3 separate regions of the Sus scrofa genome follow, and regions 1 and 3 are each linked to region 2. Evidence: chromatin contacts called from public Hi-C and promoter capture Hi-C data. All regions are on one chromosome and are shown on one strand. The core of a region is the stretch at or near the end of the contact, and the rest is flanking DNA. Distances in the headings are between cores, read along the strand shown. Region 1 holds the start of CSNK2A1 (casein kinase II subunit alpha). Region 2 holds the start of PSMF1 (proteasome inhibitor subunit 1). Region 3 holds the start of STK35 (serine/threonine-protein kinase 35).

Region 1 (4,457 bases), core at 1,594-4,093, 530 kb before region 2:
CTTTCCTCCTTTCCAATGCACACCTCATTTCCACCTGAGCCCCCACTACTACTATCAATCTGTTGTAGGCCTTTTCTATTTTGCTCCTCAAAAATGTGTTGGCCTCTTCTGCCACTTCCACATTTTTAGGTAACAGTACCCCACTCCTGGTACCAAAATCTATACTAGTGTTCTATTGCTGCCATAACAAAACCACAAACATAGTGGCTTAAAACAATAGAAATTTATTATCTCACAGTTTCTGTAGGTCAGAAGTTTGGTGGGCTTCTGCTTAGGGTCTCACAAGGCCAAAATCAAGGTGTTTTCCTTGCTGGACACTGAGGAAGAATCCACTTTCAAGCTCATTCAGGTTGTTGGTCAAATTCAGTTCCTCTTGGTTGTAGGACTGAGGTCTTCATTTCCTTGCTGGCTGTCAGCCGGGGCTGGTCTTTGTTACTAGAGGCTCCCCGCATTCCTTCTCATGCTTTCCATGTGGCCCCCTCTAGCAACAGCAAATGGAGTCCCTCTCATGATTCGATTCTCTCTGATTTCCCCTTCTGCCCCAACTCTCTGACTCCCAGCTGGAGAAAGTTCTCTGCTTTTAAGAGTTCATGTGATTAGACTGGGCCTACCCACAAATCCAGGATAATCTTCCTATTTTAAGATGCTTAACCCTAATTACATCTGCAAAGCCCCTTTTACTACCTAACATATTTACAGATTCTGGGAATTAGAGTTTGGATATCTTGGGTGGTGGTGGTCATTCTGCCTACTACAAAACCAAACCCTAAGTTTTAAGGCTTTAAACTCAGTTCCCAAAGAAAATCTCTCCTTTATCCAAAAGAGAATGTGAAGTGAAGGGGTATGTTCAGAGATAGAGACAATGGTAAAATCAAGGACTCACCCTGGAAGAGAGTGACTAGGCAACAAGAGAACTAAAAATACACTGAAAAAAAGAAGCTGCTACTTGTTTCATCCCCAATAGCAAGGCAATTAACCCATTAGGCAGAAACTAACCTACTGCTCCCCCTTAAATGTGTGATACTCTTCTCTATCGTATTCCATGATACACCTAGCCATGTTTGGTTTTTGTTTTTAAACAAATGTTACCCCAGGGTGACCTAATTTTGTAGTCAGCTGATCAACCAATCTATGCAAACTTCAAATATTTTTATTCTTTCAAGTCATACACCCTTCCCCAGTAGCAAAAGAAAGTCAAGTATTTCAGTCACAGGGGGGAAAAACCTGCCTATGTAAAACTGCAGGTAAACTTTTAAAAATGACAATGAGGAAGAACTAGTGTTGGTCTTGGTCTTTCAGCCCAAGGTCCACCAAGCCAGTTAAGCCAAGTGACTTACAACAAAAGAAAAACACTGCAACAACTACAAATATAATACTCTGAAGGCTTGCCTGTAAGATTACTGACCATAAATTTTACCTAGAATTGAGGAACCTCAAATATACCATTTAGTTCCTTTAATAAAAGTGAGCACTTACCACCTGCAGGGCACTGTGGTAAGCACTTGACACAAATTATCTTATTTATTCCTCATCATAAACTTATCATCTAGGAAATATCATCACCCCCATTTTACAGATAGGAAAACTGAGGCTTACAGCTAAGTAGCAGTGGCACTTATATTTGAGAATCTAGATATTTACTGCCACTCCTTAGATGGAATGGGGTCTTCCAACTCTTAGAAAAATCTTCCTTTTCTAGCTTTCTTCTCATTTTCTCTCTCCAAGACCCCTTCTCATAAAATTTAGCAGTTGAAAGTTAATCAAGTCTTCCCTAATTTGCCACCTCTTTTCCAAAACTCTTGCCTTCCCACAAGAGCGATAGCCAAGAAACCACTTCTCCTGACCCTGACTTTGCTTCCCCAAAAACAAACTACATAAGCTCCACCCATGACCTGCCAAGGCTAGAAATGTTCCAATGCTGCAAAAACAAAAAACAAAAAAAACGAAACAACCCCCCCCACAACAACCGAAAAACAAAAACAAAATTAAAGTCCTACTCTTCAAAAGGTCACAAACTAACATGTATACTCTCAGTCAACCTTTCATTCGAAATACCTCTCCTCTTCCACCAAGCTCCCAACTAACCCTTAACTTCATTCAACTCTACCCGTTCTGCCCCACTACGTGGTTCCCTTCCCCTTTATCCCCAGTGACCTCGCCCCGGGTCCCTCCACCTTGCACTCTAGTGTGCAGGTGGGAAGCCCAGCCTTGCCCAGAGGGACCTTAGTAGGCCCTCACTCCAGCTGCTGTGCTCCGCGAGAGGGCCCACCCCAGCCTACACAGCCGGCACCACTCCCCTAGGCACCCTCCTCCAGCATCCCCCCTGCGGCCCCACCCCTCAAGCTCCCTTCCCCCTCTGGCGACCCCCTCCTCCAAGTTGCCCCCTAGTCTCCGCCCCGACCCAGCCCTCTCCCCAGCAATAAGCCGGACTCTCGAGAGCCAGTTCCCACCCTCACATCAGCCTCTGCCCCCCAGCCTCACTCCCCGCCCTAGGGGATGGCCCCAGGCCTCCCCGATGGGCTGCAGGGGCCCCGGCTGGTGTGTGTGTAGAGGGGGGGGCAGGGGAAGGCGAAGGGCCGCTCGGGAGTCCGCTGGAAGCGTGAGAGGCGGCCGCGCCCCACTGCCCCATCCTGGGCCCAACCCCACTCCACAACGACCTCGCCTGGCGACTCCCACGGTACCTGTGGTGGAAGCGGCAGCGGTGGCGGCCGCACTCCCCTCTCCTCACACAGACAATATGGCGGCGGCGGAGGAGGAGACACACGGCTCGGCCGCCAGCCGCAGGGCCCAGAGCGAGGCTGCAGCCGCCGCTGCCGGAAGCGGAAACCCCCTCGGACCGGGAGGCGGGGCGGGACCGCTTCCGACTCCGCCCCCAGCTGACTGTAGCAGAGTGCGGCCATGGTGGGATGTCCTATTGTACGCTAGGGGTTCAGTTCCGGACCAGGGTGCAAAATGGAAGGAGTTCTCGACATAAAGCATAAAAGCGAAGCTTGTAGTAATTAAGCACATTTTATTTCAGCGCCTGTATGAACTGACGAGAGAGAGAACACGAACCTCCCACTAAGTGTACAGTTGGTTTGACCCAAGGTAAGATGGCGGTCCCTAGTTTCCCGCACTTCACCCCGCTGGCGAGTCCTAGCAGTCTGCAAGCTGGCCCGCCTTTCTTGAAAAGAAGCATGCGCGACCTGCAGAGCTGTAGAGCGAAGCATTTTGGGAATTGAAGTCTCTTGCTGTGGTCCCTCGTTTAGGGTCAGGGCTTTAGCAGCACATTTTTTTTCTGCTCAGACTTCGAGTTCTGGAACAAGTGAACGAAAGTTGGACCCCGGGAGTGGTGTGGCGCAGGAGTCGAGGAGGTGATGGTACTAGCCCTCTAGAGATTGAGACCCGGTTCCTCCCTCATACAGGAGTCCTAGTTAGAGCTGCCCATGCAGGATAAATTTTCTCCCTTCGATCTGCCGCTCCTCCACCCCGCTTGCCTGAGCTATCTTCCTAAGGCAGCTACAGGGCACTTTCTACCGTGCAAAACTGATCTTGACGTCCTCTTGGTTGAAAACCTTTCAAGGCTTTCCTTTGTGCAGCAAAGACAGCCCAAGCTCTTCTCTTGACATCCAAGTTCCTGCATAATTTGGACACTCCCCACACCCTATCCCCAGCCTCTTCTACCCCTCTTACTTCAGCTTCCTGATGCGCCCACTCACTAAAACTGCAGACTATTCCTGGAACTTATCTGTGTTGCCTCCTTCCCTTTGCACGGGCAGTTACTTCTGTTCCTGTCACCTCCTGGACCGGCTAACTTCTGTATGTTACTCGAACTAATTCAGGGATCCTTTCCTTTGTGGATCTTTCCTCCCTTTAGTTCCTCCAGACCTAGGCACCGTTACTCAGCAACCCTAACCTGCCCCTTCCATCAGACTGTGAGCCCCCAGTGGACAGGGCTGAGTCTGATGATCACCCTGTTCCCTGCAGGCCCTGCTAAAAGCTGGTGTCTTAAGTGTTACTGAGAGGAATTCAAGTGTTAGCCTCAGACAGAGGTGTGAGGTCTGGAACAAGGGTGAGGAGGCTGGGTTATTTTGGTACCAGCTCTTATCCCTGAGCTGCCTCAGAATAGCTGCTTGACCCAGGGATGGCCCTCCCCACCCTCTCCAGTCCCCCTTTCACAGTTCGTCAGCTGATTGGCACCTCTGCTCCCAAAGAGACAATCTCCTCCTCTGTGGGATGAGGGTGGTGGCAGCTGTAGACGTAGTGATGGCCTCAAGGAAGTGGCCATGACCCTTTTTGGGGCTCGTCTGTCAGACAGGTCTGTGGCATTTGACCTCAGGGGGCTGAGAGTGCACCGAAATGGCACTATAGGTGCCCTCAGGCTGGTGGTTATTCTTCCTTTATGGGGCTTGGTTTCCCCTCTTGTGGACTGAAGCAGTTAGACAAGATGATTCCAAGATTTCTGTGAAGCCCTCTTC
Region 2 (4,553 bases), core at 761-3,260:
ATATGTAATATAGTGTCAGCTTATGATAAATGCTTTGCAGGTAAGAAAGCGGGATAAAAGGTTAAAGATAGGAGGTTCTTTTCCATGGGGTGTCAGGAAGCCCTCTGCTGAGGCTGACATGATGTGAGGAAAGGAGTCAGTTAAAATGAAAGAGCATGTGGATATATGAGAAAGTGCAGTTCGGGCAGAAAGAATACATGCAAAGGCCTGGAGAACAGAACACGCGGAAAAGGGAGACTGGTTAGGAAGCTACTGCTATAGTCCAAGTATGAAATGCCAGAGGCTCCAACCAGTGCGGGTAGGAAGAAGTGGTCGGATTCAGAGTATACTTTGAGGGTAAAGTGGACGAGCTTTGCTGTTCGATCCGATGTGGGTATAAAAGAAGAGGGGAGTCAAGATCACTGCAGACGAGTGCAGGGGATGGGAGGAGAGTTGGAGGAGATAATGTTAGAGAGAGGCAGGGGTGGGGAGCACAGACCATAAGATGGTTCCTACAGACCATGGGAAGGACTTACTTTTCTCTGCAGTGTGATGGGAGCTCTGGGAGGGTTTTGAGCAGAGGAGGGATGTGAGCTGGCATACGTTCTAACAGAATCTCTTGTTGCAGAGTGTAGAATAGACTTTAGGGAGACAGAGATAGAGTAGGGCAGTTGAGAGGCTGGTGTCAACATCCCAGTGAGAGATGATGGTGGTTTGCAGCAGGGAGCTGACTGAGATGGGAAAACAAAATTTGTTTGAGTAAAAGCAATAAGAGGATTTCAAGAAACTTGTTGAAGAACTAATACATAATAAAAATTACGAAGGAGGGAATTCCCGTTGTGGCTCAGAAGAAATGAACCCAACTACTATCCAAGAGGATGCAGGTTCCACCCCTGGCCTCCATCAGTGGGTTAAGGATCCCACATTGCTGTGAGCTGTGGCAGAAAAAAAAAAAATTATGAAGGAGACAGGAAAATGAATGACTGAAATTTGGTAGTAGATCAGGAGCACCAGCTCTGGAGTTAGCAGCTGTGTTTTTGGGGGGAAGTGGCTTCCATTCTTTGAACTGGTGATAAATATGAAAAGTGGGAATAATAATGAAACTTAACACATAGAGTTTTTGATAAGGTGATATAAAGGTGTTTGTTTTTTTGTTTTTTTTGTTTTTTGTTGTTTTTGGTTGGTTGGGTTTTGTTTTGTTTGTTTGTTTGTTTTGTCTTTTTGCCTTTTCTAGGGCTGCTCCTGCGGCATATGGAGGTCCCCAGGCTAGGGGTCTAATCGGAGCTGTAGCCACTGGCCTACGCCACAGCCACAGCAACGCGGGATCCGAGCCGCGTCTGCAACCTACACCACAGCTCACGGCAACGCCGGATCCTTAACCCACTGAGCAAGACCAGGGATCAAACCCGAACCTCATGGTTCCTAGTCAGATTCGTTAACCACTGCGCCACGACGGGAACTCCCGATATAGAGGTTTTGACACAGGATCTAGCAGCAATAAACATTTAATCAATGTTATCCAAGGAGCTAGACTAGATTGCAGTATCACCTCTGCCACTCACTCATCTTGGTCAAATTTACCCCTTTGTTCCTGTTTACCCATCTGTAAAATGGAGTTAACAAAAACTTTATGGGGTTGGATTGTGAGTTTTAAATAAATGAATACAAGTATTTAGAATTACGTGGTCCGGAACAAGCACTGCATAAGTGCTAACGATTATTATCAGTATATTTTAGGCCTATTTCATAATCTCTTCCGCCACCAGCATAAACCCACCTCATTCTGCAGATGAGAAGTCTGTGGCTCTGAACAAAGTAGCCCCTCCTCAAGGACGCCACAGCCTGCGTGTAGTGGCTCCGCCAACTACGGCCAGTTGAAGATTTCGTCTTTGAAGGACCTCACCCCCAGGATATCCGCCTCGCCCGCCCGCTGCCTGGCGGAACATTTGAGAGTCGCGCTCTTGCTTCCAGTCGGGCTCACTCTCGCAGCACCGCCGGCCCCGGCAGGCACTTCCGGCGGCCACGCCCCCAGCACTGGGGCGTCTCCATTTTGGCCGCGCAGGTTAGGGACGTGACTCAGACCAGCGGATCGGCGAAGCGGTGTTCTCGGTACTCTGAGGGCCGAGCCGGCTCACCGCACTCTCTCCCTTCCTTATTCTGCCTGCAGAGGCCGGGGGCGCGCATGGCGGGCTTGGAGGTCCTGTTCGCGTCTGCGGCGCCGACCATCACCTGCGCGCAGGACGCCCTCGTCTGCTTCCTACACTGGGAGGTGGTTACGCACGGCTACTACGGCTTGGGCGCCGGCGACCAGGTACGCCAACCGAGCCAGCCCAGGGCCAGGGTGGAGGGGGTAAGGTGTCTCCTGCCTGAACCCAGAGGACCGTCGGCTTGGTCCTTAGTGCCTGGCCTTCCCTCCTCCCCAAGTCCAGGCACTGAGGCTTATGACACCATTGCTCCCTATGGCCTGCAGGTCAGGGAGGTGCTAGCTGAACTGTCCCAGCCCAGCTGGCACAACATGATTTGAAAAGCCAAGGACAGAGTCTCGCTCCCGTACAGCCCGGCAGTCTCCCAGGCCGGGATTGTGTGGATCTGGCACCGAGGCAGGTGTGCAGCCCCCCTGAGCCCTCTTCACCTATCTGAACTCCGCGAAGCTTCTTCCCATACAGCTGGGTGGGTGGGGCTGTTGTCAGCACTATCCTCCTACTGTACTTAGCGCCCAGCAGGTATCTGGATCCATGCAGGGGTATAGGGGTGAGCTTGGACCCATTCAGCTCCAGTCAAGGGCCCTGAGAGCTCAGACACCCTCTCCCTTTCCTGAAGGGCCCAGTGCAGCCCACTCTCTGGTTGTCATCTTTAGCTCAGGCTTTGGGGCAAGAACAGCCTGCCACACACATGCAGAGGTGCACCCTGTGTGTGAGGGCCTGTAGGTTTGCATCCCCAAAGATGTCCTACAGGACCAGCCCCTCCTGTTCTCTTGTCCTCAGGTTCTGCCTCTTCCTGCTGGGGGCCTTGTTGTCATCCCCACAGAGCCCTAGGACTGCTGGGCCCAGGCAGCCTCACTAATTCTTTGCTGTAGCATTCTCCCATCTGCCCCTGCCCCTTCCCTCTGACTCTCCCCCTCCACATCCTTGTACACTTCCTCTGAGAACTGGGCGGGAAGCCCTTACTGTCCCTTCGCTCCATCTGAGAAAATAGCCTCCCGTACACACACTCAGCCAAGCCACCACTGCCTTTTCACTGTCAGAACCTAGACCAGCTCTGGGGAGCAGGGTGCTTCACTCCTTCCATCTCACAGTGAGATCTTAATCTTACTTTCATTTCTAACTGCTTTAGTTCTCAAGCTCCCTAATCCTTTTTAGTTTCTCACGCATACATCCAGAGACTTAGTTTTTCTTCTTCTGATACAGAGCTTTAGGGATCCCTCGTCAAACACAGTTTATACATCCAGGTTCTGTACCCCATCCTCACTGTCCATTCCTTTTCCCTTAGAACTGTTGACCAAGACCATCACACCCTGATCAACAGGAATAAGAAACACAAGTATTGTCATGGATCTCTGGCTCCCCCCCTCCCCCAGACTTGGCTTTTCTGATCGCCCTGCACTTTGTCTCACTTGCCTTGCCTTTCAACATTTCACAATTTGGGACCAGGTAGAGGCGGCCCACACTAAACAGTCAAATTTCCCCTTTCAGTGCATAGTCTCCCCACTTGGCTCCATTCCAGCTTTCCAGTCTTTAACAGCCCTTTCACTTGCCCCAGGCATTTCATATCACCTTTTCTGGGGTGTTCTCCTAGATAGCTGGTGTGTAGGATGGTTCCGGGGACAGTGGGACTGAGAGGAGGGTAAGACTTGCCTCTGCCCTTGGGGCTTCCCTATCGGCTCTCAGCATCCCCCCCCCCAACCCCTCAGATCGGACAGGTCTGCCCTGCTCGCTGTCCCTTCTCATGTACCTCACTCTGTTTACTCTCCCCCCAGGAGCAGGAACTTGTTACAGGGACTCCCTTCTCCCCATTACACAGACATGTATCAGCACTGCTCACACCACTCGTCCCCTCCCAAATCCTGTCAGCAGTTCTCTCTCAGTCACTTGGACAGCTTAGGGACATCAGTTCCTGTAGATCATTGCCCTGTCCTAACTGGCATCATTCCCTTGCCATACACTCCAGGCTCCTAAGTTTTCAGAAAGTACACAATTTCACTTTAATACTGGTCTAACAAAGTGAATAAAGGATCCTTAACTGAATCCCAGAGATCCATCTAATTCCACTCTCTTCTTGGTGCCACATGTTGAGTTCATGCTGACCAATAAAAAGATAGTTACCCCTAAGATGCCTACAGCTCCAGGCATCTTAGGGGTGGCCAGGGAGAGTGGGGATGAGGGTTTGGAAGGTATTGTCCATCTGTTTATGTCCTCTGAGGGGCCGGGGGGCAGGTGGTGGCGGGAAGGTGGCGTTTGTAGGGCACACTGGAGCATGAAGTGTAATTGCTTCTCTCTGCCCTTTGTCTGAAGTGCCGCTGGAGCTCAGGTTGCACTTGTCCTCTCACTTCTGAGTCTGCTTTCATTCAGAGTAGA
Region 3 (4,041 bases), core at 738-3,237, 750 kb after region 2:
AACCCCGCCTCTGCCTCCAGGCTGGCTGCCCCTTGAGTGTCCTCAGCCCCTGCAGCTCCGGGGATGGGACCGGAGCATCACCACTCTGCTTCCCACTGCCCTTCCTTGATCCCGGCACCCCAGGCACACCACCTCCTCGAATGATCCCACCTCAGGGCCTTTGCACCTGCTTCTCCCTCGACATGAAATGTCCTGGGCGGTATGCATCCAGCTGATTCTTTTACTTCCATCAGGTCTCTGCTCAACAAGTCACCTCCTTAGGGAGGTTCTCCCAAACCCTCCATCCCCAAATAGCACCTGCTTTATTATCACCTGCTTTAGTGTCCTTTGCAGGGCTAATGTTATTTGAATCACATGATTCCACGATATCTTTTTTTTTTTTTTTTGCCTTTTCTAGGGCCGCTCCCGCGGCATGTGGAGGTTCCCAGGCTAGGGGTCCAATCAGAGCTGTAGCCATCGGCCTTCGCCAGAGCCACAGCAACGTGGGATCCAGGCCGAGTCTGCAACCTACACCACAGCTCACGGCAACGCTGGATCCTTAACCCACTGAGCAAGGCCAGGGATCGAACCCGCAACCTCATGATTCCTAGTCGGATTCGTTAACCACTGAGCCACGACGGGAACTCCCCCACAATGTCTTATTTTCTATGTCAGCCCCTCAAAGGCCGGGGCCTACGGGAAGGGCCTAAAGCCTCCCTGCTGCTCCTGCCCTTTTCTTCCATGTCTCCTGCAACTATTGTGTTCCAGTCATGTCCAGCGCATGTGAGGCTCCAGGGAACTAGGCATAGGCATGTTTGCTGACAGGGAAGCCGAGGAAGAAGGTCCTACATGTTCACATAAATGCCCGCCATTAGGGGGGGCTGAGGGGGGTAAGACAGTGTGAAGAGCCTGGGGTCTCAGTTCAAATCCCAGCTAATCAAGCTCCTCCCTTTAGCCTCTTCATCTGTAAAATGGGGCTAAGAACAGTACCTCACAGGCATGAGAATTCTTTGTTACCTTCTATGCCTGACAGAAAACTTTAATGAATGTTGGCTATTGGTCATAAGAATAAGAACAGATTACCACTGTAACTTAAACCAGGAGTTCCCATCGTGGCTCAGTGTTTAACGAATCAGACTAGTATCCATGAGGACCTGGGTTTGATCCCTGGCCTCACTCAGGGGGTTAAGGATCCGGTGTTGCTGTGAACTGTGGTGTAGGTGGAAGACTCGGCTCAGATCCCGATTGGACCCCTAGCCTGGGAACTTCCATATGCCGTGGGTGCAGCCCTAAAAAGACCAAAAAAAAAAAACCCTACAAAATACACACACAAAAAAATTGTCCAGGAGTTCCTGTTGTGGCTGGTAGAAACCAACCCGACTAGTATACCTGAGTTAATTAACGGCCTTTCTAGATTAAAGGAAACTAAAGCGACATGACAACTAAATGCAACATGTGTTCCTCATTGGCTCCTAGAGGACAGCTATATTACTGGGACAATAGCAAAATTTAACTATGGAAGTTGTATTAAATCATATTATTGTTAAAGTTCTTGATGTTGATCATTGTACTGAAATTTTGCAACAGAATATCCCTGTTTTTAGGTAATACACACAGAAGTAGTTAGGAATTAAAGAGCATGATGTCTGAAACAAAGTGTTTTTTTGGGGAAAAAGTACATATATATATTGCATATAATATATGCACAAACATATACACAAGAGAGAATGTGATAATGCAAGTAGTAAAATATAAAAAATTATTATGACAATTTTAAAAGTATATGAGGGCGTTCCCGTGGCTCAGCGGTATTGAACCCAACTAGTATTCATGAGGACGCAGGTTGGATCCCTGGCCTCACTCAGTGGGTTAAGGATCCGGTGTTGCCGTGAGCTGTAGTGTTGGTCACAGATGTGACTTGGTTCCCGAGTTGCTGGGGTTGTGGCATAGGCCAGCAGCTGCAGCTCTGATTCAACCCCTAGCCTGGGAACCTCCATATGCTGCGAGTGCAGCCCTAAACAGCAAAAAAAAGTTTTTCAGTGACCACACTAACAGAAGTGGCTTGACCGCAACCCTCAGGCACTGTTTAGCTTATTCTTCTCCTTCGTTACACACTAATATTGTCAAAAAAAGACCCTGGGTATTAGCTTATTTAATAGTATCTGATAGTTAATGTGTGCAAAGCCTGACCTAAGTGCTTTAACCATCTACCCTCAGTGGATTCTCCAACTACTATTCTTCTCATATTACAGATGAGGACTAGAGACACCATAACGTTAATTAATGGTGTTCCCTGGTGGTCTAGCAGTTAAGGGCTCAGAGTTGTCACTGCTGTAGCTGGGGTTATTCCTGTGGCCAAAAAAGTTTACTTGTGCAAGGTCACCCATATGATTCCATGAGGCACAGAACCTCAACTAAGGTAGAGACTGTCTTGTTCACAGCTCTTTCCCTGGCAATTTAGAACAAAAACGGTGCCTAACATATTATAAGCACTCAATAAATATCTAGATTCAGTTAACAGATATAAGGCATCTAGGAGGCATTGGAGTACAAAGCAGTGAAAAAATATTTAAAAATTCATGCCTAAATGGAGCTTACATTGAACGCTCTCAGGCCTGCACCCAATTAGCCACCCTAGATATAAATATGTACGTGTATGTACATTTCATTTGGTGCTATCAACCCTGAAAATTAGGGCCTACCCACTTTGCAGAAGAGTAAACTGAGGGTCCAAGTGGGGCAATGTTTTGCCCAGGATCCAGGGGCTTAACAGGAGGCAGGGCTCTAGATTCCAACCCAGACCGGGCGGTTCCCAGGCAATCCTTATGCATTAATCAAACCGACCAATCCAATCACCCAATCAGTGTTTATTTGGGCCTACTGCGTGCAGCTCCTCTTCCAGCGCAGGCCAGGAAGGGAGGAGGTTGTGCTGCGCAGGCGGCTTCGGAGACCGGGGAGTTACAGCCAGATCGCGGGAATTTGGCGCCCATTTTCTGCTGGTTAGGTGTTCTAGCCTGTGATTGGGCCTCGGCGCGGCGTGAGTACGCCCGGCTGCGGCTGGTCGGCCGACCTTGGCAGGACCCAGGCGGCGCGGTACTCTTCCGGCCTCCCGGGGGATGGGCCACCAGGAGCCCCCGCTGGCCCGAGTGCGGGCCGGACGTGAGGCTTATATAAAAGGGTTACGTAAAGGGCTCAGCTGGCGCGAACACGTGGAGAGCCGCGGGAGCCCCTACGCTCAGTTCTCCCCCGAGAGCGCCGCTGCCATCACCCGTGCGGCCGCAAGCTCCATTGCACGCTCGGCCCGGGCCAACGCCTCTCGCGCCGCTCCGTACCGGAGGCAGCCCTGGCCCGGAGCGGACCATCCCCAACCCGGGGCCTTAGAGGGGAAACGGGCTGCCCGGAAGTGGAAAGGAGCCGGCCAGGTAAGGGTGCGGTCCGCGGAGTAAAAGCCAGCAGCCAGCCGGGGCGACCCCGGAGCCTCCTGGGCAGAGCAGGAGGGCCCCCAGATTAGCGCGCTCAGGAACGCCGAACTTTTAAGGCGACTCTTTCCACCCGCAGCCTTTCGGGACTTGGGTCGGTCCGCGGGGATCCGTTCGAGCTTAATTCAATGGACTGTTTACACCCGGGAGAACACAGGGAGGGACGCGGGGAGGGGCATCCCAGAGGGAGCCGAGCGGGGGAACCAGATCTCCACAGGCCGATTTGGCGCTTAAGGCGATTTTCTTAAGTCACGACCGCTGCAGGTCCTTGTTTTTCGTATTGTTATAGGATAAATCAACTGAACAGACGAGGAGGTTTTGCTTTTCTTTCCGGCTCCCCCTCTGAGCCATTGCCCCGTGGTTTCGTCTTTCCCGCTTTCCCCTCCCTTCCCCCGTTCAGTCAGCCGCCGTGGCTTCCGTCTTAAAGGGGCCGTGGCGGCCGGAGGAGGAGGAGGTGGGACGCCTTGCGGCCTACGCTCCTTGCCTCCCCGCCTCGGCCTGCGCGTTTAACCGGTTCTTTCGCCCACAGGTCACAATCCAAGGTCCCGATCCTCCGCGTCCCGGGGCCGGACGGAGGGATGAG

Evidence for each region. Promoter capture Hi-C pulls out the DNA fragments that hold promoters and counts their contacts. Hi-C and Micro-C count contacts between places; a contact is called where the count stands out from the background.
Region 1: a contact with region 2 is called in a promoter capture Hi-C map of fetal liver, with 2.6 times the contacts expected there. The contact joins the promoter of CSNK2A1 here to the promoter of PSMF1 in region 2. A contact is called at or near these places in 2 of 5 promoter capture datasets (fetal liver and liver) and 1 of 2 datasets of contacts at active chromatin or transcription factors (alveolar macrophages).
Region 3: a Hi-C map of liver shows a contact between it and region 2, with 8 times the contacts expected there. The contact joins the promoter of STK35 here to the promoter of PSMF1 in region 2. A contact is called at or near these places in 2 of 47 Hi-C or Micro-C datasets (heart right ventricle and liver) and 1 of 2 datasets of contacts at active chromatin or transcription factors (alveolar macrophages).

Annotation. Positions count from the first base shown.
Region 1 is chr17:34,691,346-34,695,802 of Sscrofa11.1, reverse strand. It overlaps CSNK2A1 (casein kinase II subunit alpha), which reads right to left and starts at 2,843. Exons shown (of 13, transcript XM_003134359.5): 1 at 2,682-2,843. LOC110257457 (a long non-coding RNA gene) reads left to right here and starts at 2,882. Exons shown (of 3, transcript XR_002340068.1): 1 at 2,882-3,087.
Region 2 is chr17:34,162,180-34,166,732 of Sscrofa11.1, reverse strand. It overlaps PSMF1 (proteasome inhibitor subunit 1), which reads left to right and starts at 2,010. Exons shown (of 7, transcript NM_001243340.1): 1 at 2,010-2,290. The coding sequence starts at 2,162. LOC102164496 (a long non-coding RNA gene) reads right to left here and starts at 1,932. Exons shown (of 3, transcript XR_001302079.2): 1 at 1,757-1,932.
Region 3 is chr17:33,411,274-33,415,314 of Sscrofa11.1, reverse strand. STK35 (serine/threonine-protein kinase 35) reads left to right here and starts at 1,987. Exons shown (of 5, transcript XR_002339847.1): 1 at 1,987-3,401; 2 at 3,988-4,041.